6 separate regions of the Mus musculus genome follow, and all the other regions are linked to region 1. Evidence: chromatin contacts called from public HiChIP or PLAC-seq and promoter capture Hi-C data. All regions are on one chromosome and are shown on one strand. The core of a region is the stretch at or near the end of the contact, and the rest is flanking DNA. Distances in the headings are between cores, read along the strand shown.

Region 1 (3,548 bases), core at 761-3,260:
ATGGTGAATTTTTGTAAATAAGGTTGCGTGAGAAAGCTGGGACAGTTAAAGATGCAAAAACGCTCTCCCTATTCATGCACAACGAATTAGTAAGCCTAGAGCTTAGCTCACGAAACAGAATACAACAGGTAGTTAAATCAGATTGTCTCTACTGTATGGTGCCACTAGGAGAGAGTGGAGAGGGAGTGTCAGAGTGGCCTGCTTTGTGATTGTGATGGTGTCTAGACCTCCAGGCTCCTTCCCACCTGTTGCTCCACTTCTGCTCAGGTCCTGCCCTGTTCCCAAAGTGTAAGATGGCTTTCTATCACCATGTTTATGTCTATGTTCCCAATCCCATGATGAACTGAAAAGTTACCTGCTTCTTCTTCTTCTTCTTCTTTCTCTCTAAGTACACTGTAGCTGTCTTCAGACACACCAGAAGAGGGCATCCGATCTCATTACAGATGGTTGTGAGCCACCATGTGGTTGCTGGGAATTGAACTCAGGATCTCTGGAAGAGCAGTCAGTGTATCTCTCCAGCCCTGAGCAGCCCCTTCTTAGGGATGAACATCAGATACATGAATATGGAAACACAGAAACGGGTCAGATAGATTGTGGACAATGACTTCACTTACAAACGATGAATACAGACACTTAGTATTTTGGTTTTTTCTTTTTAAAGATTTATTTATTTAATGTATATGAGTACACAGTTGCTGTCTTCAGACACACCAGAAGAGGGCATTGGATCCCATTATGATGTGGTTGCTGGGAACTGAACTCAGGACTTCTGGAAGAGCAGTCAGTGCTCTTAACCACTGAGCCATCTCTCCAACCCTATTCTGGCTTTGTATTCAATTACTCCTTTTTTTTTTTTTTTGTTCGAGACAGGGTTTCTCCACGTAGCCATGGCTGTCCTGGAACTCACTTATGTAGACCAGGCTGTCCTCAAACTCAAGAGAGCTGCTTGTCTCTGCCTCCTGAACGCTGGGATTAATGGCTCATGCCACCAATTGCTCTTTCTAGCTTTTCCTTTCTCTCTCTCTCTCTCTCTCTCTCTCTCTCTCTCTCTCTCTCTCTCTCTCTCTCATCTCTAGAAGCTGCTCTGCCTGATGCTGGAAGAATTTGTCCCTTGTCTGAGATCTTGCATGGGCCTCAAATTGTTTTCTAGGAGAGCCTCTTTAGGCAGCTTGAAGTTCCTCCTTGCATGCACAGCTCTGGCCTCCTGGAATCATTGTGGGGTCTTTCTTGGACCTCAGGTCCCTAGGCCTTCATTCACCACAGACACCACCATAAAGAACACTGCCAGGTGCCAGTAATCCACTTAGGTGTTGGAGCGTTCTCTTTTCTCTAGTCTCTTTAATGTCCATTACTCCAGGAAGAATTCTCATTAGTCCTTCCAGTACAGAAGCCACCATCTCTTGAAATCCTAGATTTCCCTAGTCTCTCCTTTTTACCTTTCCTCTGGTTTTCTTTCATATTAGGGCAGTAGACCATTTTCACCCACTTAGCGTATCAAACAGACACATCTCCATGCTCCCTCCTCCAGGCTGTTGTGACTTTGCTGAGTCTCTGAACCTCCCGGTGTCCCGATGATTTTTATCTGTAAAACGTTAAGTGCTAATTTTGTCCCAATAAGTTGGCATTCAGTCTAGACAGGTCCTCCAATTGTGACCCAAAATCCTTCCTGTGCGCAAGGACCTGAAAATTAACCCTCAAGAGCCCACTCCTCACCTGAAAGGTAGTCCTTCTCTTTCTCTCCTGTTGTTCCACTAGAGGTTGTACCCAGCAAATGACTCTTCTACCAGCGGCCACAGTCACTAGTCTAAGCCTGGAACCCCTAACCCAGATTGTAGCCCCGCCCTGATTCAGACCCCGCCCCACGTCCCGCCGTCCCTCCCCCCACATACTTCTTATTGGCCAGAGTTACGCCTAGCTCCGCCTCTGGGCCCACCCAAACCACGCCTCCTCGGGCATACACACCTACTTCTAGTTGGCTGGCGTCCCGCCTCATCCCGCCCTTTGATACCGTCACTTCCTGGTAGAGTAGGCTCCGAAGGCGGAAGTTTGGGTGCCGGAGGCAGCGAAGCGGAGCTGAGGTGTTGCTAGCGTTGCCTGCGGCGCTTCCGGGTTCCCGCTTCACTCTGGGGAGGCGGAGGCGGGAACCTGGAACCATGGCTATGAGGCTGCTGCGGAGCCTGGCAGGGTCTGGAGGCTGACCTCGCGACGCCTGTCCGCGGCCCCCCCTGCTTCAGGTTTAGGGTTATCTAGGGTCGCTCTGTCCTGGTCCCTAGACCCTCAAAATGACGGCCGCCTCCACCTCCAAGTGGGGGCTGATCACGAACGTGGTGAACAGCATCGTGGGCGTCAGCGTGCTCACCATGCCTTTCTGCTTCAAGCAGGTGAGTCGAGGGCGCGGGGGCATCAGGTTGAAGTGCTCGTTTGGTGGGAAGGGGGTGTGAGCACCGCGGGTCGGGAAGAGACCCAAGCAACGTCCCCGAAGCGAGTCGCGGTCCGGATCTGCGCGCTCAGCGGTTGCTCACACTGTACGGAAAGGCACAGAGAAGGATACGTTAGCGGATTGATAGTGGTTTTGTTGGTCCTGTTTTTGACTCTGACCGACTGCATGGCACGGAAGCATGCCGGTCCTCGGCTTCGGCTACTCACCTTTACTCAAGGCGATTTAAAGCATTCGTTTGGTCTGATCTGTATCATGTGTCACCGCAGTTGGAAAAGCCGGCATACAAAAAAGTTTGGTGTTATTTCTGTGTTGAATGCCACATGAAAAGATGGTCATTTCTACGTGGCTTTGTTGTGTCTGCCAGTGAGTTGCGGAAGCAGATGGAAACGTCAAATTGGGTAATGACTCTCTTAACAAAGGGAGTGGCGGGGTTCCCCGTCGCTCATCCATGCCACGCGGGCTGCTGTCCTGTTCTATTGAAACAGTGGGTTATCAAGGCAGAGACCACTCCTCCTATCTGATGACTCCCAGGAGATGAGGTGGAAGATTAATCCGGGATAGACATTTGGAAGTGAAAATGGGTTGTTGATAATTTAATAGTAGACTAACAACTACTTCGTGTGTTTTGTCGTTCACATCCCAGGCTAAAAATAGAAAACAAGTTTTTTTAATCAATGAGTTTTTGATCCTCAACAACCTATCCTGATTGAGACTGTATCTAGGGTTCCCGGGTAGGGTATTTGATATGGTTAATAGATGTAGACAGGAGGACAGAGCTAGATCCTCTGGGGTGACATCTGTGTTGTGAACCCCAGTGTTGAGTTGTTGGGGGATGGTTTTGGGTGTCTTTGGAGTGCCTACGTGTCCCAGTGTCCATGGAAACTGTCTGTCAGCAGAATTGCATCCTGGGACTTGAGTGTTGGCTGGTTTCGAATCTCCAAGTGAACTCTGTCATCCTTGCTGCCTGTCTGTGAAGTGTGACTGACCCTTTACTGGGGTCTGTCATAGCTGACTGGGAAATTAGCTGTTTGGGCTCAGGTGGTTGAGCAGTCTCTTGTGGAGCCTGGCTGTGCACAGGTGCTAGGCCTCTACCAGAGCAAACGGAGAT
Region 2 (3,548 bases), core at 783-3,282, 920 kb after region 1:
ACTGGTTCACAGCCCTATCATGCACACTGCATACCAGCTGTTCACTGGTAAGGCCTCTGCCTCTCCTCCACTCTGCTGCCAGCAGAGACTCTTCCATCGCTGGGCCATGCTAGTCACGGGCCACAAATGTGGTATGGGAATGAACGTAAGGCGCAATTATAACGTGAAAGGAGCGGCGTGTGAGAACACCCCAGCGAAGTCTGTTTCTGGGGCCAAGCAGAGAAGGTCTCAGGAGAGAGGACAGCATGCCGTCTCTACTTCTCAACATAGCCAAGGTTTGCATGTAAAATATTTTGGCTTTTCAAAAACTTAGTTAGGAACTAGAGTCTGGACCCCCAGCAGTCACGTAAGAGCTAGGCACAGTTGCTTGTGCCTGAACTCCAGCACTGTGAGGGTTTGAGGCAGGAGGACTATTAAGGCTTGCTGGCCACCAGTCAAGCTCCAGGCTCAATGAGAGGTTCTGCTTCAAGAGAATAAGGTAGAGATAGATAGAGCAGGACGCCTGAATCTTCCTCTGGCTTCTGCACGAATGTGCGCACACGCGCGTGCACACACACACCACTTCTACAAATATGCCACATGCAATATTTAAGACTATTTAAAAAGCTAAGCTAGCTTTCTAAAAAACAAACGAATACAGATTTCTGCTTCACAGACAATGAGAGCTTGGGCTATTCCCCCCTCTGCTTCCCAGCACCACTGGAGCAGGCATTTTGTGCACCTGCCTTTGCTCAGAATCTTTGCATTTCAAGTCTTCCCCAAGTTGGAGCTCATTCTATACCTGTGGCTTCACAGTTAGCCTTCTCGTGGGATATACTCTGGATGTGTTTCCATGGGTGTCCATAAGGACTTTAACTATATGAAACAACCCAGAAAAGTCTGAGCAAATAGAACTGTTTAAACTTGCTTTTGTTTTGCACAAAACCTAAAACAGTGCCGGCAACAGCATTTTGGGGTTCACTCAGTGATGGGGATCAGTCTATCCCTCAAGACCATGATGGGGGTGAGGGGAATCCATCTTGCAGGGGGAGGTATGGGCCTAGCCCAATCCCAACGGAGCTACTGCTCCTCCTTTCTTCCCACTCTTGTAATACTGAACGGCGTCCCATCCATCCAAGTCCTGCTTTGCAGCGGGTTTATCAAGCATGATGGTTGCCATGGTTACCGCGGGGCGTTAAAGTCTGTAGTCCAGGAGAAGCAGGGGCTAGGAGTAAGGAATGATGGGGGGTGGGGGGCGCTTGAAAAGGACAAAGAACAGAAGGTGCAAGAGATAGGGGACATGGGGGAGCGTGGGTTGGGTAGTGTAGGACAGGTCCAGAAAGTGGAGAAGAGCGGGAAGGGGCACAGAAGTGAAGGAGAAGGCGGTCCGGGTGGGGGTACCTGCGTGCAGAAATTTAGTGAAAACATCTGGTGGGTTTATTATCCCTCCTGCGGGGCTTACCCGTCAGCCTGGTCCTCCGGCTCCGCCATCTCTCGTTGCTAGGCTACGCCATCAACATCCGGCGAAGTCTGGACCGCGTGCTCCAAGACCGCAGGAGGCGGGGTCTGGCAGCGTCCATCGATTCACACAGAAACACTAAGCAAACACATTAAAGAACAAATGTGTTTTGCCTGTCCGTCGCCATGTGTCCCAGACTTTCCCGGCTGGACTTAGTTCCCGTAGAGTGACCCTGATGATGTTCAGGGACTCAAAGAAAGTGGCAGGCAGGTTGGGGATGCTGGGTCCGGGAAACGCGCCTAGCTCTGGCTCTTCCACTTCCAGCTTTGGGTTACTCAAGAACCAGTACCTTTTGGGGAGCATCATTCCTTCGTAACCCTAAGTTTGAGAAATAGAAATGCAAGGGGTGAGCGCATACATGGGTACAGGGAGGCCCTGCCTTTCGGATCGAGGGCACAGGGCTCCCATCCAGGGCAGGGTCCGGGGTACTAGGCGCGTGGCGAGATCCTGCAGAGTCAGCAGAAAGCCCCGAGCAGGGGTCGACGGATGCGCAGGACCCTGAGGTTGGAGTTAGTGCCTGGCGTTCCGGGCTGAGCGGGGCTGGGCCCCGGGGCGGAGCGAGGCGGAGCGGGGGCGGAGCGGAGGCGGAGCGGGGACGGCCTCTCCATATTCCCTCCCCGCCGCGCCTCGCTTTCGGCGGCGGTGGCAGTGGCGGCGGCGGTGGTGGCTCCTGGAGCCGGCGCGTGTCCAGCCCTCGCGGCGGGACCCGGGTGGGTATCAGGGTTCTTCTGGGATCGCGGGCCGGGGATTTTGGGGTCCACTCGGGACGACGTGGCGGTTCCTGGGTACCCTGGAATCTGCACGCACCGGACCCGGGCCTGCTGCGCGGGGGTCCGGGAGTGGCTGGGGGACCGGCTCTGGGCTCTGGGCGGGGGCGATGCGGAGGAACCCGGATCTTGCTGGGGACGCCCTGGGAACTCCACCCTCGAGTGAGACTCTCTGCTTTGGGAGTGGGCCCACTCGAGGAGACTCGGTCCTCGCCTGTCTGGAGCTGTGGGCCGGGGCACTTGCGGTCTTTGTCTTGCTGGCTGGTCTGAGCATGCGAAGAACTTATGGGGTTCCTGCACTGTCAGACAGAGCCCCCAAGGTGTGCCATGCCCTCCTGGGGCGTGTGCGGTCTTAGCGTTGGGGCACTAGGGGGAAATGGTCAGGGCTATTTAAGAGGCCCCATGTCAGGATCCTCGCTTCTTTTTTAGCCTGCGCGCCTCTCTCTCTCTCTCTCTTTCCTCAAAAGAAAGAAAGAAAAAAAGGGATAGTATAAAAAGAAAAAAGGGCAATTTAAGATTGCTAAAAATAACCCACGGAACCCTGCCAGAACGCGCGGTGAGAAAAGCCTGTTCCTCCGAAGTCGGTGTCACATGTTGGCCACAATCTAGTCCAGGTTCCGTTCAGAAATAGGGGAATAGAAAAGCGTCTCTTGACTCTGTTAAAGTTTGTTCCATGGACTCTGTCAACTTCCTTTATCAGGAAAGAGAGAGAGAGGGGAAGTGTCCTGTCACCAAGCATACTGGTCAGAACATGGGTGCAAAGAGCCGGGGACTAGGGGCTCCACTCTAAATCTTAATAACTGATCAAAGAATTTAAAAGAAACTATGTATGTAGCTCTTGGAAGAAATATTGACATTAACCTTGATAGCGAATATTGAACTTAGTGGTGCGGTGACTTTGGGCACAGGGGCCGGCTAAGATTCACCCATTGGGAATTTACCAGAGTTGGTTCTTAGCTGGTTGCTGGGGATGGATCTCTTAGCTGAGCAGTACTTATGGGTTTTTTCTCTGTTTGTTTGTTTTGTCCCCCCCCCCCCCCCATAGCTTTCTGGTGAGTGGAATGTCTTGAGTATAGCTAGGAAGTTCTTCTTGGGAACTGTTGACTCTCCTGGCAATCACGGTGTCTGTTAACAGCCTCGGATCACCATGTGTGGGTTTTCGTTGTGCGAAAACAGGCCCGTGAAAGAGCTGCAGTTTATAAGCTTTCAAAACCACATTTTTTATTATGACTATTTATTGTGTGGGGTGTGTGTGCCCACATGTGTCTTGGTGGTGCCTGTAT
Region 3 (3,548 bases), core at 418-2,917, 850 kb after region 1:
AACAAGGCAAGTGACAAAGGCATACTGTTCATAACTGATAGATTACAGCTGCTTACTGATTTACAGAAAACCAAGGTCTTCAAATCACTTGGGTACTCTAAGAAATTACAGCAAGGTGGGAAGACAGCTTGTGTTAAGGGATGACCCCAGTGAGTTTGATCCTGGAATTCACTAAAGGTGGGAGAAAAGAACACACTCTCCACATTTGTCCCCCGACCTCTGCATCTGCATCTGTAGCACGGGTCTGCCCCCTCACACATACCATAGGAACATACACAAATATACGCAGACACAATAGGCAAAGATATGTGAGCAGAGTGGCCCAATAGGAACACAATAAAGCCCTTTTTAGTTGTTACATCTGATGAAGTAACAAACAGTGCAATTAAGCTGCATTTTAAACAGTATCCCCAAACTATAATTAGACTCATTTCAACAGGCAGTATGAAATGGAGACTTTCCATTCTTTTCTTAGGAGGTCATTAAAATCCACGTGTACTTTACAGCAGAGATTGCAAAACCACCCTTAAAGTCAGGCTTGCCAAACTGCATGAGCACCAGGAATAAATCCTTGTGGAGTGAGAAGGCAAGAGAACTTGGAACTCAGTTGTTTAGTCCCAGAAGGGTGGCCAGCTCTGTGTCTTCAATCGTTTACCTGGTCTGGACAAATCCTGATACCAGAGCAAGAGCAGAGCTCTCTAGGGAAGGAGGTGATAACTTGTTTTATTTATTTATTTATTTATTTATTTATTTTTGGGCGGACATACTGCAACCCACAACTTCTCCATGAAAAGATAATCTGGTTATAACGAAACATATCTACACAAAATGAGGTTTCTTATAGTAGCTTTAAAAGATTTGTGTTAGTGTGTGTTTGTGTGAGTGTGGCCCCCACAGAGGCCAGAAGTACTGGATCGCTTGGAGCTGGGGAAGACAGGCTGTTGTGAGTCACACGGTCTAAGCGCTGGAGCATAACAAGGTTCCCTGGAAGAGGAGTAACGGCTCTTAACGATTTAGTCATCTTTCCTCAAAAGCAGAAAAAAGGAAAGAGGCCAAGTGCAAATGAATGTTTGCTAGAACTCGGGGTACGGCTCGATCCACCCTCAGAAACAAACAAAACAGACAGACAGACGTGCCCCAGTAAGGAGCAAAGCCCTTGTGGAGCCTACGTTGAAAATCAGGATTCTTCAGAGTGACTGGGGTCAGCGGCTCTGAAGGATTCTCAGATGTGATGGCAGCTTAGGCGGCCCCTGCTCTCCCCTCGGTCCCCACTGATTTCCCCAGCCACCCCGGGCGAGCAGCTTGATTCTCCCGCCGCTTAGCGCTGCGGTTGCCATGGCAACGCAGTCAGCTGCGAAGGAGCGCGGAGCCCATCGGGCGGTGCCATCTTCCCTTGCCCCGTACCCTCGGGGACACCCTGGCGTCCGTCTTGCTCCTCCCAGAGACCCACATCCCTATCCCGAGCCGGCTGCGGACATCCAAGGAGCCGAGAGTACGGAGAGCCGCAGGCGCTTAGCGACGGCAAGCCCAGCCTCTCGCCGAATCCCGCGGAGCGCGGAATATCGCGAGACCTGGAGCGCCGTGCCTTCCGCCCCTCTTGACGCTCTTCCGCGGCGCTGCGGCGCGTCACTTCCTCCCGACCGGGCCGGCGGCGCGCGCCTTACATCCGGTTCCCGCCGCGGCTTGCAGTTGTCTTTCTGCGGAATCCGGATCATGGCGGCTAACGCCACGATGGCGACGTCTGGCTCGGCGCGGAAGCGGCTGCTCAAAGAGGAGGACATGACCAAAGTGGAGTTCGAGACGAGCGAGGAGGTGGACGTGACCCCCACGTTCGACACCATGGGCCTGCGAGAGGACCTGCTGCGCGGCATCTACGCCTACGGTGGGGCGCGGGCCTCGAGGCGGGGGAGGTTGGGGGCCGGGCCCCGGTAGGACGGGGTTAGGCCCGGCGGCGACGAGCGGCTCCGCCCCAGAGCTCCGGCCTGCTCCCCCGGGGCTGCAGTCAGCCAGGCTCTTCAGTGGCTCGTGTAGCGAGCGGATCGCCATGTGTGTCCCCCGAGGTGCCCCGAGCTTTGATGGGGAAGTCGCGGCTCTAAGTCTGGTGGGTTCTCGCCTTAGGGAGTTTAAAGCTTTCTAGGGAGGCGAAAAACACGAAGCCAAAGTGCTTCAGGCGGTGGGAATTGGGAAAACAAGAGAATGAGCAGCTGGGTAGAGTAGGTAGATTGGTAGGGGACAGTTAAAAGAGCCGAGAGAGAGCTCCCAGAGGCGTTCATAATCACCAGGGTGACCCTGGCTTCTCGAAGCCATGGCCAGACCTGTGCCAGGAACAGAAAAAGAACCCCCTGTCATGTTTTAAACGCCTGGGTAAAGATTTTGAGATTCATTCCTAAATACCGCTGGAAGCCACTGCAGGGCTCTAAGCAAAATTGACAGGATCGGGCTTACAGTTTGAAAGTTTATCTTGGTGTCTGGATTTGGAGTTAGAAGAGGAGGCGGGGGTGATGGCCGGACTGTAGAAGAGAGATGCTGATGTTGTCGTTGAGTTGGAGCTGGATTTTTTTTTTTTTTTTTTTTTTTTGAGTGAATGGTCGGTCATGCTGCTGGTGTGTGTTTAGGAGCATTTAAGGGAGGCCAAATGAGCTTTGTCTTTTTGTTTCTGTCCTTTTCTTTTTTCCTTTTTTTTTTTGAGACTTTCTCTTTGGAGCCCTGGCCGTCCTGGAATTCTTTGTAGACCAGGCTGGCCTCAAACTCAGAGATTCCCTGCCTCTGCCTCCCAGATGGTGGGGTTAAAGGTGTGCCACACCAAGCCAGGATTGTTGTTGTTGTTGTTGTTTTGAGGTAGGGTCTCTACCTAGCCCTAGCTGCCCTGGAACTCACTAGACCAGGAAGATTGGTCCCTCCCATTTTTAATGATACCCAGCTTGGGTTTTCGGTAATCCCAGATGTAGGCAAGTTGGCAGCCAAGAATAGCATTACAAGTCCTGTGTTGAGCTGGCAAGTGTCACTAGCTACATCTTAAAAGAGTGTAAAAATAAACTACAACAAGCCAGTCTCACAGCTTTAATCCCAGCACTTGGGAGACAGAGGTCAGTCTACAAAGTGAGTTCAAGATAGCCAGGGCTCTGTTACTTAGAGAAACCCTATCTTGAACAACCCCTCACCACCCCCCCACCACCCCCACACACACCAAAGCAAACCAACAACATCTTTTCTGTATAAATTATGTCTGCTTATTTGGAAAGTACTTGTGTTTTTGTTGTTGTTTGTTTTGAGACAGGTCTCTACATAGTCTTGTCTGTCCTGGAACACTCTGTAGACCAGCTGGCCTTGAATTCATAGAGATCCGCCTGCTCAGCCTCTCTGCTGGGACTAACAGGGTGCACAGCCTTGTGTAGTCTTCATTCTGTTCTCATTGCTGGTGGTAATGCCCAGCAGGTGGGGTGGTAGGTACCTAGGATGGGGCTGCCTGCAGGCAAGCACGGGGCATCTCACCTCACCCCTGTGCAGGCTCAGTACTCTGGAGCCTCGAGCAACACAAGTTCGAGTGC
Region 4 (3,548 bases), core at 416-2,915, 840 kb before region 1:
AAGAGCCACCATGATCTCAGTCAGTGCAATCTCTGCCCGGCATGCCCAGGGGATGGCGATGGCTTTGGCACACACATTCTGCAGCAAGGGACTGTGATGAGAAGCCAAGAACCCCAGCACAGGACACTTGCAAATGACCTTCAAAACCCAGAGCATTGATCCTGCCTGGGGCCTCTTCCGTGCACTGCCTCCTTCTGACCATCGAGTAAGTAAAACGCAGCAAGAACTTTGGTCACTTTATCAGCTGACTGTCCTGTATACAAGTAATAAGAAGGGTGTGCAGAGCCCTAGGCACGCAGCAGCTCACACCCTCGGCTCTCTATTCCAGACAGAGCAGGTGCTCCCAGAGGGAAGACCGCTAGGCAAAGATCAGGCCCGAGGTTGGTAAGAGAGAGGTTAGGCCAGATACCAGGTTTGCTGTTTTCAGTTCAATATAGGGGCTTCTCAGATGAAGTTAGGTATTGTTCATCAACAGAAAAAAAATTATACTTGAATTCTGTCAGTAAGATTATTTTTACTAGTTTGGCCGCATCTGGCTCTGACTCCTGGACTAAAAAGCTAGGCAGTTCCCATACCTGCCGCTCAGTGACCACTGGTTTCAGTTTGCCTTGTGGTGTCTTCTGTCTCCGGCTGTGTAATGCTCCCCAACCTGACTGCCAACTGTGTGCAGGCAGGCACTGCAGGACCACCAAAAGGAAGGGTGGTGGAGCTGGGAGACTAGAAGACATGTCAGCTCCACGTGCTTCTGCAGGGCTGCTGAGTTGTCATGCAGCGTGATACCCTGTGCAGATGCTACGGGTGCTAGCTGACCAAATAGAAGCATTACACTCATCTGTGACTCTCGTGTTTCTGGCTGGGTGAGAGTGGGCCTAGAAAAGCATCTATTTGGAAGGTTGTCCCCTCCTGGTTAGGGGGCACCTCCTGTGTGGTAGCTCCTCCAGAGTCCCTCCTCAGTGGTCAGAATGGACAGCCAAGTCTTGGAAGCTGGCCGTCAGCCTGAACTTCAGAATTCATGTTTGTGTTTGCCAGGGGAACATGCAGATCCAATGCAGACCAGATAAAAATGTTGACTCTCTCTCCAGGCAGACAGCCCTGGAGAGCGATCAGAGTCTGAGACATACCCTCTACACCCTCAGTGAACTCAACACTGACCTTCCTGCCCACAGTGGGTCCCAGGAAGACCTCTTTTCTTCCACCCTTGTGTGCAAGAAGCTGGCAGGCAGCAGCAGGCACGTTTTGCACCATTCAAAGCCCACAACTGGTGATTCCTACAAAAGCTAACTGTCTACCTGTGATCTCAGAGCTAGGCCTGGACCGCCCTCTCTGCCCTTTTCCCCTATCTGTAAAGGGCCTTTCCCGGGGTCTACAAAAGGAACTGCTATTCGGCTTCTCTCTGCCTGTTTAGGGGCAGGGTCGCTATAGCCCAGGCTGGTCTCGAACTCCCAAGGGCTGGAACTACAGGCATTTCTTACCACACATGGCTTAGCTTCCTCGGACTTCTATTGGAGACAAATGGGAAGACCAAAGAGACCAGCTGGAGTCATCCTGCGGGAACGGTGGACACTGGGACAGAGAAACAGGCCTGGTTGCGACTGCGCAATCCATCAAGTAGCCAAGCCCCGCCCCCGAGCACGGTGGCCCCGCCCCCTTGGGTTGCTAGGGGAAGTGACGTCACAGCGCGATGGCGGCGGCTCCTTTAGGCAGCTGAAGGGGGATTTAGGCCCGGAAGATCCGAGTCCATCCGCGGCGGGGAGAGGGCGAGCGGGGCCGGCAAGGGCCGGAGCAGCGGCGGCGGCGCTCGGACTGTCCCATCCGCCCCGTATTGAGGCGCTGAGAGCGACGGGGCGACCGGAAAGCGATGGTGAAAGCGGGGCCGTGAGGGGGGCGGAGTCGGACCGGACCCGCAGTAGCGGCAGCAGCGGCGCCGCCTCCCGGAGCGCAGACCCAGGAAGCGGCCGGGCGGGCAGTAGCGAGCCGCACCGCTGCCATGGAGCTGAGGGTCGGGAACAGGTACCGACTGGGCCGCAAGATCGGCAGCGGCTCCTTCGGAGACATCTATCTCGGTGAGGCCCGGCGCCATCGAGCGCCCGGGGGCCTTGCGGATCGGCGGGCGGGGTCCCCGGCAGGCCGAGGCCTGCGGAGGGCCGGAGTGGACGTTCGGCATCCCCGCAGCCGAGGGCCCGGGCACCGGCCTCGGCCAGACACCAACGGCCGCTGTGCGAGCGCGGCCGGGGGGCTGGGCGCGGCGCGGCGGGTCGGGGTGGGGTGCGGGGAAGGGCTGGAAGGACAGGCCGGTCTTGGGGACTGCAGGCCGGGGGGCAGAGCTCGGAGCGTGTCTGGGGATGGTCGGGGACCCGGGAGAGGAAGAAGGAGGCCTAGAGGCGGGGGCCAGCGGGCCTCGGTGGTGGGGTGTCAGAGGGCGTGGGAAAAGGACTGGGGGCGGGGGCCGGGGGGGGACAGCGGGGAGGGGGAGGGGAGAGCGGGGCAGGGGAGGGCAGCAGGCTGGGGGTGGGGCCCGGAGGGGGCAGGGCCTGGGCCGGGCGTCAGCATCCTCCCCCACCTAAGGTCACCGCAGTAAACAAAGGCCATGCTCTGCTCCGCCAAGGGTCTGGTGCTGTTCCTCAGCTCTGCAGTGGCGTCCTGGATGTTTTCATGTGTGGGGGAGAAATGTCAAAATAAGCCAGATGTAGTGTGGAGGTGGGGAGTGTCCCGGTCAGAAATGGGGGAAACGACCGGCTGATTTCTGAGGGTTCTTGGAGCAGTCTGGGCCTGCTCTTTTCCACAATGGCATCTCCACTTAGCTGACCCGCTAAAGGGATCACCCATAGCCTCCTGGCTGCCACTCTCCTCCAAATCAGGACTGAAAATGTTCCCTGTGCCTGGCCTGAAAGGCCTTGGTTTGGTTGGGGTCTTGAGGATATGTTGAGCATCTAAGTTGACTACTGGACACCCGGAAATCAACAGGAATGAAGTTTTGATGAATGCAGATGCATTCAATGTCGAGATGTAGGCAGAACAGAGGGGAGAGAAGTGGTGTGGAAGGAAGTTCTCATGATGGCTCTCAGAATTCTCAAGGTAGACATGAGGGTTGCTTAGGGTTGCTTAAACCTGATAGTTGGGGATTTTTAAATACAAACTTCCCCCTGCATTTCTTAGTAGAATTATGTTATTCCAAAGCCCCTTGAGAACTTGGAGCCTTCTGGTGGTGAACTTCCTGTTAGAGGTAACCATATTCTGTTGAGCAGTAGCCCATCCCTGCATTTGTTTGGCTGTTGTACCTCTAGTGGAGAGTCAGGAAGAAGCTGTGCTTTGGGCCGGCCTTCTAGTCTTCCCAAGCTTATGAACTTGCACTCTGACTCCTCACAGGACCTTGATAGCTGGTGGTGTGGGGTGAACAGCTGGCCCATTTGGGTAGTTCAGAAGTATTTATGGTGCCTGGTTAGCATACAGGGTAAGCCTGCTATGTGCCACATGAGTGCCTTTGAATCCGAACTTCTTGCCAGAGTGGTCTGATGAGTAAAATATGCTTTAGAGATACTTAGGATTTG
Region 5 (3,548 bases), core at 492-2,991, 800 kb after region 1:
CATGATGTGGTCCCCAGTTGGAAAATCTAGGACCGCTTGGCACCAAAAATAAGTCACATGAAAAGAGATTAGACGCCAAGGGGCCGTCTGGGTCGGACACATGGAAGTGTTGGATTCCATGGTCGGTGTTTCAAACTGTGGACAGACACTGAGGAGTAGGAAGGGATCTATCTGGCTGTGGAGAGGGGACAGCTAGCAGAGGGGTCAGTCACTTCACCTGGGGTGGGAGTCCAGCCACTTCTGCATAGGCCAGGGCCTGGGGAATGACGGTGAGTCCCACGGAAAGTCCAGCGATGAAGTCCAGCCTCAGCCACTGCAGAGAGTAGTCAGGCACCCAGGCCAGGACGGGTAGCCTCCTCCTCAGGGCCGTAGCAGAGCAGCAGCATGTGTCTGGTGCCATGTGCAGGCTGGGGGATCTGGTCTGACCCAGACCTTTCACAGAGCTGGGCATGGGTGACATGGAGCAGTGATCAGGGGCTGAGCTTGGGAGAAGGTGGCGTTATCTTCCCAAGGGCGTCAGGAGCATAGCCTGCCTTTTGTGGCAGGGAGGCTGAGCCAGGTGGCTAAGTTTACCAAACCACCATGATCTGGGAAAGGAAGCCAGCAAAATGTGCACATGGGCCTGCACCAAGGATTCAGGGAGGCCTCAGCCTCTCTTTCCCATCTCTGGGCCATAGCCCCTGATCCCAAGCTCTGGTGTCTCTCCACTGTCAACCCCTACCAACCCCCCCTCCCCGCCCCCCGCAAACTAGCTCTTGAGGGGATGCCTAAAGACGACATTTTCACCCCGAAGAACCTGCTCCTTTCTTTTACCCCCTCCCCGGGGAACCTGACTATCCCAGCCCAGAAGAAGCAGGTCCTGCAGGCTCAGGCTTCCTCTGGCCGGCAGAGTGTGTAGGTAGGCAGCCAGGAGGCCCTGAGGAGCCAAGATTTACACCTCACCAAGTGTACACCTCACCACCGCAGAGGGCCACCAAGGTGTTAGGTAGGACTCCACCCACCACTAAGGGCTGCAGTTGGGGGAAAGGGGGTGGGAGTATGTGACATCCCTGAAGTCAAGATTTACCCAGCACCCACTTGTGGCATTCATAGCCCAAGGGTGGGAGGGCTGAAGATTCTACTTTGTTTTCCAAAGACTAACTGAAGCTCTCAAATTAATTCTAGGTACGTAGCATCCGCTAAGATCCTGGCGAACAGACACACACACACACACACACACACACACACACACACACACACACACACACACACACACGTGTCCCAGCCCATAGCTGACTCCTCATTACTGGTCCACACGCCCCAGCCCTGGAAATGACACTCTGGACAAAATCCACTCCTCCCCACCCCCACGCCGCCGCTAGCGCGGGATCCCGGGATCGCGGGGTGGGGTATGGGGGGGGGGGGTTGGGAAACGGAGGCTGAGGTCCCAGTGGGGAACACAAACAAGTCTGAGAACCTGGAGTAAGGCGGCCCGGACTCTAATGGTTTGCGGTAGGGAGGGTTCCCGGAGTAGGGCTCACCCGAGGACTCAGCGCTGGCCCCACAGCTCCTGGTGACCCCAGCCCACACCGCCACACACTCCCTCTCTCCATCACAAGGACCCAGATTCACCCACCGGACGCTGAGACTCAGGGTCTTCCGAAGTGGCGGTAGCTGAGTCCGCAGGAATCTCAGAAACAGAGTGGGCAGGACATGGGCGGGGCCTGCCGTGCACGTGACCGTGGGGAGCGGACGAGCCGGAACCGCTTACCCTGACCGGCGCCGCCATGCACTGCCCGGGACTGGCCTGCTGCACAATTCTGTTGGTCCTGGGACTCTGCGGCGCGCACTCGCGCAACGTGCTACTGATAGTTGGTGAGTGCCGCCGTCCCTGGCACGGCCACCTGCTGCTGCTCCCAGAAGCGGCCACTGGGCTCTTCCCCGCCACTGGCCCATGCTGACCCCGGCGCGCCAATTCCTTGCCGAGCCTCCTGTTGCAGGTCTCTTCCTGGTGACTCTAAATGCGTCTGGCCCTCCCGCTTCTGCCATCCCCAAGCTGGCCAGCATTCCCACATCTGTAGTCAAAGCTGCCAAGGAGACCCGGTGGACCCCGGCTACTCATGCAGACCTCTGATAAGGTTCCAGAAATGAGAATAGCCTGAGTCCCCGAGTTTTTGCAGGATGCCCTGGTCAGTTCTCTTAGCTCCTGGCCCAAAAGTACAGTACTCCAATGCCCACGCAAACCACCAAGTTCCTCCTGCATTCATGAGACTTCCTGTTTGGGTGATCAGTGCCTGGCTTGTGACAGCCCAGGCCTTCTGAGGTCTGGCTCTGGGCCAGGCCCACTCTTCTGATAAACTTTGTGGTATCTGGGCAAGCCAGTTGGTTAATTGTAACATAAACAGTGCTGTCTTTGCAGCACTACCCCCAATCTCTCCAAGGATAGTCTCGAAGATCGGCCTAGGGTGTATATCCACCGGATAGGATTGGCGCTGGAATCCTCTGGAGCCAGTTCGTGTGGCTCTGGAACTTCGGTCCTGTCTCAGCTTGGACAGCCATCACAACAAAACCTGGCAGTCTCAGGGCTAGAGAGGTGGCTCAGTGGTTAGGAGAAGTGGCTGCTCTTCCAGAGGACACAGGTTCAATACTCAGAACCCACATGGCGGCTCACAGGGATCTGTAACTGTTGTATATGTACATGCAGGGAAAATACGGACAAAGCAGAAAATAGAGTCACACTCACGCATGCACACATGCACGCCACACTACAGGCCAGGTTTTTAACAAACCAATGTAAGTCTAACAATTTCATTATATGGAGAGACTGGGTTCAGAGAGCCGGCTCCTCCCTCTGTTTCTGGGGAGGCCTTCCTGGATTGTTGATGACACCTGTCTCATTTCCAAACCTGACAGAGAAATGCCACAGTCCTGTTCGATTGGACCCCACCCTCACTTAACTGTTGAAGACTGGATTCAGATAATGACAGCAGGAATTTTAGGACTGAATGATCAGGGTCAGAGGCAAGAGCTGAGACCTCTGTGTGCAAGCAGCATGGCTTCCTGGCATGCAACAGAAGGCACACGTAACACAACCACTCCTGCCTGTCCTCCCATCTGTCCTCCTGGCTGTCCTCTTGCCTGTTCTCCCATCTGTCCTCCCTCCTGTCCTCCATCCTGTCCTTCTGCCTGTCTTCCTCCCTGTCCTTCTGTCTGTCTACCTCCCTGTCCTCCCATCTATTCTCCTGGCTGTCCTCTTGCTTGTCCTACTGCCTGTCCTCCCACCTATCCTCCCGTCTGTCCTCCCGCCTGTTCTTCTGTCTGTCCTTCCGCCTGTTCTCCTGTCTGTCCTCCTGCCCATCTTCCTCCCTGTCCTTCTGCCTGTCTTCCTCCCTGTCCTCCCACCTGTCCTCCTGCCTGTCCTCTTGTCTGTCCTCTGTCCTGTCCTCCTGCCTATCTTCCTCCCTGTCCCTCTGTCCTCCCGCCTGTCCTCCTGCCTGTCTTCCTCCCTGAACTCCTGGCTTTCCTCTTGTCTGTTCTCCCATGTGTCCTCTGTCCAGCCCTCCTACCTG
Region 6 (3,548 bases), core at 384-2,883, 670 kb before region 1:
GGGTCCAGGCAGCTCCCAGGTCCAGGTTGTTGTGTGTCCTTGACTAATCATGTGACTCTTGCAGCTTCATTTTTGCATCTCTGTGTGTAAAATCCTGACAGTGATTCCAGGCTGGCTGGCTCACATGGTGGGCCATCACAACATTACAGGGAAGCCCACACTCAGTAATGTGGTCTTGGATGCCAGTTGAATAACTCAGGCCTAGGTAGCAGACATCTGCAGATCACTCCTGCTGTGGGTCTGTAGTAGGTAGCTCTCAAGGTGCATATGCAAAGAGAGAGCCATAGGATGCTTTTACAAGAGCCCACCTAGGTACACTGTGCTGTTTTCACGACTGGCAGGGGCCATGGCAGGCCATCCTGACGTGGCTCTCTCATATCCACATCTGGCAATCCACTTTGTTTGTCACGTGTTTCTGAGATGTAGCCATGCAACTTCCTTTGGTGAAAAGATGATCAGAGAAGTTTGCTCTGCCCTCAGCATCCTGCTCTGTGCACGGCCCAGACTCTGCATCCCTGGGTTACATCTCCTCCAGCTGAGACCCTGACAGCTGCAGAGGGCAGAGCTCTGCTGACCACTTAGGGTTGGCCAGCAGCCTGGCCAGTGAGAAGGCAAACATGACCTATCTCAAGGCACCAGGAGCTGGGGTGGGACTGCTCTGGCTAGTATGTGTACAGGCCTTTTGTAAAACTTTCCTAGGCTGGCCCTGAAACCCAAAGACACCCACAAAGGCATAGGGGCAAAATGGGAGAGCTTGGGGGCAAGCCAGCTTATGGGCAGAATACACCTGCCAGTCCTATAGGCTGCCCTTCAGGGTCCCTGCTTAGCCTCCTTCCACAGAAAGCCTGGGTGGATAGCCAAGTTGGAGAAGCTAGAAGCCAGGGTTGACAAGCAAGGCTCTGAGGCTCTGGCTTTTGCTATAGACTTGCAGTCAAGGACCACTGACACTAGCCCCCTTCCCCCTCCCCCCCACTCCCGGGCCATTACCCCATAAGGAGGTCAGTCTTAGTGGCCTGGGCCTGTAGTGGAAGGACAGGAGGGAAGGGAACAACCTCTCTAGGCACTCAAGGGACCCAACCCTGAGAAGTCTGTGTCTTTTTGGACGGTGAGTTTTGTCATCCCCCGCCCCCAAATTCGATAACCCTTTGAAAAGAGGAATTTAAAGGGAGGGAGGGAGAGGGTCCCGGAAACTCAGGGAGGCGCGCAGCAGCTCCTTTGTTCCCACCAGGCGGGGGAGGGGTGGTATCCCGCTCGCCAGATGGCCGCGCCTGGACACTGAGCGGACTCCGGAGGCCGCCACACGCGCCCGTCAGTGTTCCCTATCCTGCCTACTGCTCCCGTCCCTGCCCGCATCCTGGTCTCCAAGGTGGCCACAGAGGGTGGGAGTCCGAGAAAGCTGGGCCACGATGACCGGTAGTAACCCCGCCTGAGGCGCCCTCCGCCAGGGTCAACGACCGCGCTTGCGCGGGGGCCCGCGAAGTGCTTTGCCGCTGTTGCCGGCCCATCACCCTATTGCCTAGCAACGCCCACCCGCGCGCCGCCATTGGGCCACCGAGAACGGCCTCGGTGTCCAATTGGTTTCGATGTGGAGCAGGCCACGCCCCTCGGTTCCGCGCGCGCTACGATCGCGGCGTGGAATCGCAGCGACACGGACCTGTCCCCCCGCGTGGCCCTGGTGTCCTCCTCAGTGCAGAGTTTCCAGTGTGACCAAGCACGCCCGACCCACACTGCGCGCGCACAGTGCACACCTGGCACCGGCCGCGAGGGGGTGGGGGTGGGAGGACAGAGATGAGGGCGTCGGGATGAGCCCCGCGTGGCCCGCGCGAGGCCGGGGGCGGGGACGGAAGCAGGCGGGGGCTGCGCGTTCCTTGTGCTCCAGCGCGCGCCCGTGCAGGGTCCCGGCTGGGGGCGGCGCGCGCGGGCATCACCCCACCGGCGGCGGCGCGCCGGGTCCCGGGGCGCAGCCCCGACGCTCATTGGCCTGGGCGGCGCAGCCAAGCTGTCAGCCCATGTGGCGTGGCCGCGCGGGGATGGCCGCGGTTTAAATAGCGCCGGCGCGGCCTAGAGGGAGCCAGAGAGACGGCAGCGGCGTCCCGTCCAGTTCGCCTGCCGCGCTCCTCGCTTGTCGTCTGCCTCCAGAGCCCAGACAGGTACGCCGCTGCGTTCGGGGTTCCGGGGCGGCAGGCCGGTGTCGGGATGCCACGGCTCCAGTGGAAGGATAGGCGGGCGCCCATCCTCGGCACCCCTGCGCTCACAAAAGCGCCGCCGCGCCCCTCCGACAGCCAGCCACCGGGCTGAGCTCCGCGATCAGGCCGAGAGGGGCGCGGGAGGGGTGTGCGGAGAGCCAGCGCGGCGGGCCGCTGTCACGTGGGCGCCGCGCCAACCGGGTGCAGGAGTCTGGGCGCCTCGTGGATGGGGCCGGGGCCTTCACTCGCACTGGGCGGCTTTGGCAGGGCGCAGGAGGCCGCGGTGGTACCCGGGCTTCAGCTTGGAGAAGGCAGATGCGGGTCTGGGTGCGCACGAGGCCCCAGGGGCCTCAGCGGAAGTCATCAGACCATCCAGGCCTCACCGGCTGGGTGGCACGGAAGCCTTCTCGTTGGACTACGGTTGCAAGGCCTGAACTGCCCTGGGCAAGTGCCTTAGGGACAGGAGGATCTAGCAGATCCTTCTGCTGCCTCGGCCAGGTTACAAAGTGTTCGACCAGATGGCGAGAGGCTTCACCTTTCCCCTAACCGCACCAAGCTGAGAGTAGTATTCCAGGTCGGACCTTGCTGAAAGGGTCCATTGGCAGGGGATCGGTTTGCCTCAGCCCTGCTAGGCCTGGGCACTCACTAGTTGTCGGGCCTGTTCCCTCTGGGTCCTAACCAAGCCTGGCGTCCTGGCTGGCACTGAACGGCAGTCAGTCTCCACCCTCTTCGTGAAAGGGAAGCGCGCTGGCTTCCCCGTGGCTTAAGGTGAGAGTGCCCCAGACCCTGTTTCTTGAAGCCCCACTTCTGTTTGCAAGTTCCTGATTTGACTAGCCTGGGATGGAGCATCCAGTAGGCAACTGGAGATCCTATGGTCCCAGGTAGCTCTGGCAAAACATGGTAGGGTCAGGCCAGGTCAAGTGTCTACCCTGGAAGGGCTGACAATCTCAGAAGTAGCTATCAGTGCAAGGAGACCTAAGCACTCAGCTCATCCGTTGTTTACAGCTGAGTTCTGCTAGTTTCCACTGGGGGCTTTCTGAGCCCTTGCTCTCAGAAAGTCTTGAGGTGTGCTACCTGTGGATTTAGGTGGCTGTAGCTGGGAATGACTGTGAGAGACCCACCATGCTATCTTCCCCCACAGAGAAGAGCCATGGAGGAGGTGGTGATAGCCGGTATGTCGGGGAAGTTGCCCGAGTCAGAGAACCTACAGGAGTTCTGGGCCAACCTCATTGGTGGTGTGGACATGGTCACAGATGATGACAGGAGATGGAAGGCTGGTGAGTGTCCCCTCGGGATCATGCAGCAGGATGGTCTGAGAGTTTATGACCAAGGCACTTCTGGAGACAGGGAACTCCCTGTAGA

Evidence for each region. Promoter capture Hi-C pulls out the DNA fragments that hold promoters and counts their contacts. HiChIP or PLAC-seq counts read pairs in DNA pulled down with a chosen protein or histone mark. Capture Hi-C pulls out chosen DNA fragments and counts their contacts.
Region 2: an H3K27ac HiChIP or PLAC-seq map of large pre-B cells shows a contact between it and region 1, with 2.8 times the contacts expected there. The contact joins the promoter of Ccdc40 here to the promoter of Slc38a10 in region 1. A contact is called at or near these places in 1 of 484 Hi-C or Micro-C datasets (embryonic stem cells) and 2 of 115 datasets of contacts at active chromatin or transcription factors (large pre-B cells and pancreatic cancer cells).
Region 3: a promoter capture Hi-C map of pre-B cells shows a contact between it and region 1, with 4 times the contacts expected there. The contact joins the promoter of Eif4a3 here to the promoter of Slc38a10 in region 1. A contact is called at or near these places in 3 of 39 promoter capture datasets (the C10 cell line, liver and pre-B cells), 1 of 484 Hi-C or Micro-C datasets (CD4 T cells) and 3 of 115 datasets of contacts at active chromatin or transcription factors (cardiomyocytes, memory CD8 T cells and pancreatic cancer cells).
Region 4: a contact with region 1 is called in a promoter capture Hi-C map of pre-B cells, with 3 times the contacts expected there. The contact joins the promoter of Csnk1d here to the promoter of Slc38a10 in region 1. A contact is called at or near these places in 1 of 39 promoter capture datasets (pre-B cells) and 1 of 115 datasets of contacts at active chromatin or transcription factors (microglia).
Region 5: a contact with region 1 is called in a promoter capture Hi-C map of liver, with 2.0 times the contacts expected there. The contact joins the promoter of Sgsh here to the promoter of Slc38a10 in region 1. A contact is called at or near these places in 1 of 115 datasets of contacts at active chromatin or transcription factors (pancreatic cancer cells) and 1 of 9 other capture datasets (liver).
Region 6: a promoter capture Hi-C map of pre-B cells shows a contact between it and region 1, with 2.2 times the contacts expected there. The contact joins the promoter of Fasn here to the promoter of Slc38a10 in region 1. A contact is called at or near these places in 1 of 39 promoter capture datasets (pre-B cells) and 1 of 484 Hi-C or Micro-C datasets (CD8 T cells).

What each region holds. Positions count from the first base shown.
Region 1 is chr11:120,149,813-120,153,360 of GRCm38.p6, reverse strand. Slc38a10 (solute carrier family 38, member 10) reads left to right here and starts at 2,010. Exons shown (of 17, transcript NM_024249.5): 1 at 2,010-2,381. The coding sequence starts at 2,283. It overlaps Gm11769 (a long non-coding RNA gene), which reads right to left and starts at 2,954. Exons shown (of 3, transcript XR_389232.4): 1 at 2,647-2,954; 2 at 1,963-2,523; 3 at 640-1,582.
Region 2 is chr11:119,227,056-119,230,603 of GRCm38.p6, reverse strand. Ccdc40 (coiled-coil domain containing 40) reads right to left here and starts at 2,032. Exons shown (of 21, transcript NM_001364767.1): 1 at 1,857-2,032; 2 at 1,442-1,576. The coding sequence starts at 1,470. Tbc1d16 (TBC1 domain family, member 16) reads left to right here and starts at 2,105. Exons shown (of 12, transcript NM_172443.3): 1 at 2,105-2,208.
Region 3 is chr11:119,298,162-119,301,709 of GRCm38.p6, reverse strand. It overlaps Eif4a3 (eukaryotic translation initiation factor 4A3), which reads left to right and starts at 1,667. Exons shown (of 12, transcript NM_138669.1): 1 at 1,667-1,882. The coding sequence starts at 1,714.
Region 4 is chr11:120,989,450-120,992,997 of GRCm38.p6, reverse strand. It overlaps Csnk1d (casein kinase 1, delta), which reads left to right and starts at 1,665. Exons shown (of 10, transcript NM_027874.2): 1 at 1,665-2,063. The coding sequence starts at 1,988. It overlaps LOC115486436 (a long non-coding RNA gene), which reads right to left and starts at 1,634. Exons shown (of 2, transcript XR_003949839.1): 1 at 1-1,634.
Region 5 is chr11:119,353,703-119,357,250 of GRCm38.p6, reverse strand. Sgsh (N-sulfoglucosamine sulfohydrolase (sulfamidase)) reads left to right here and starts at 1,741. Exons shown (of 8, transcript NM_018822.3): 1 at 1,741-1,854. The coding sequence starts at 1,767. It overlaps Slc26a11 (solute carrier family 26, member 11), which reads right to left and starts at 1,694. Exons shown (of 17, transcript NM_178743.3): 1 at 1,616-1,694; 2 at 218-443. The coding sequence starts at 400.
Region 6 is chr11:120,822,632-120,826,179 of GRCm38.p6, reverse strand. It overlaps Fasn (fatty acid synthase), which reads left to right and starts at 1,633. Exons shown (of 43, transcript NM_007988.3): 1 at 1,633-2,150; 2 at 3,328-3,463. The coding sequence starts at 3,337.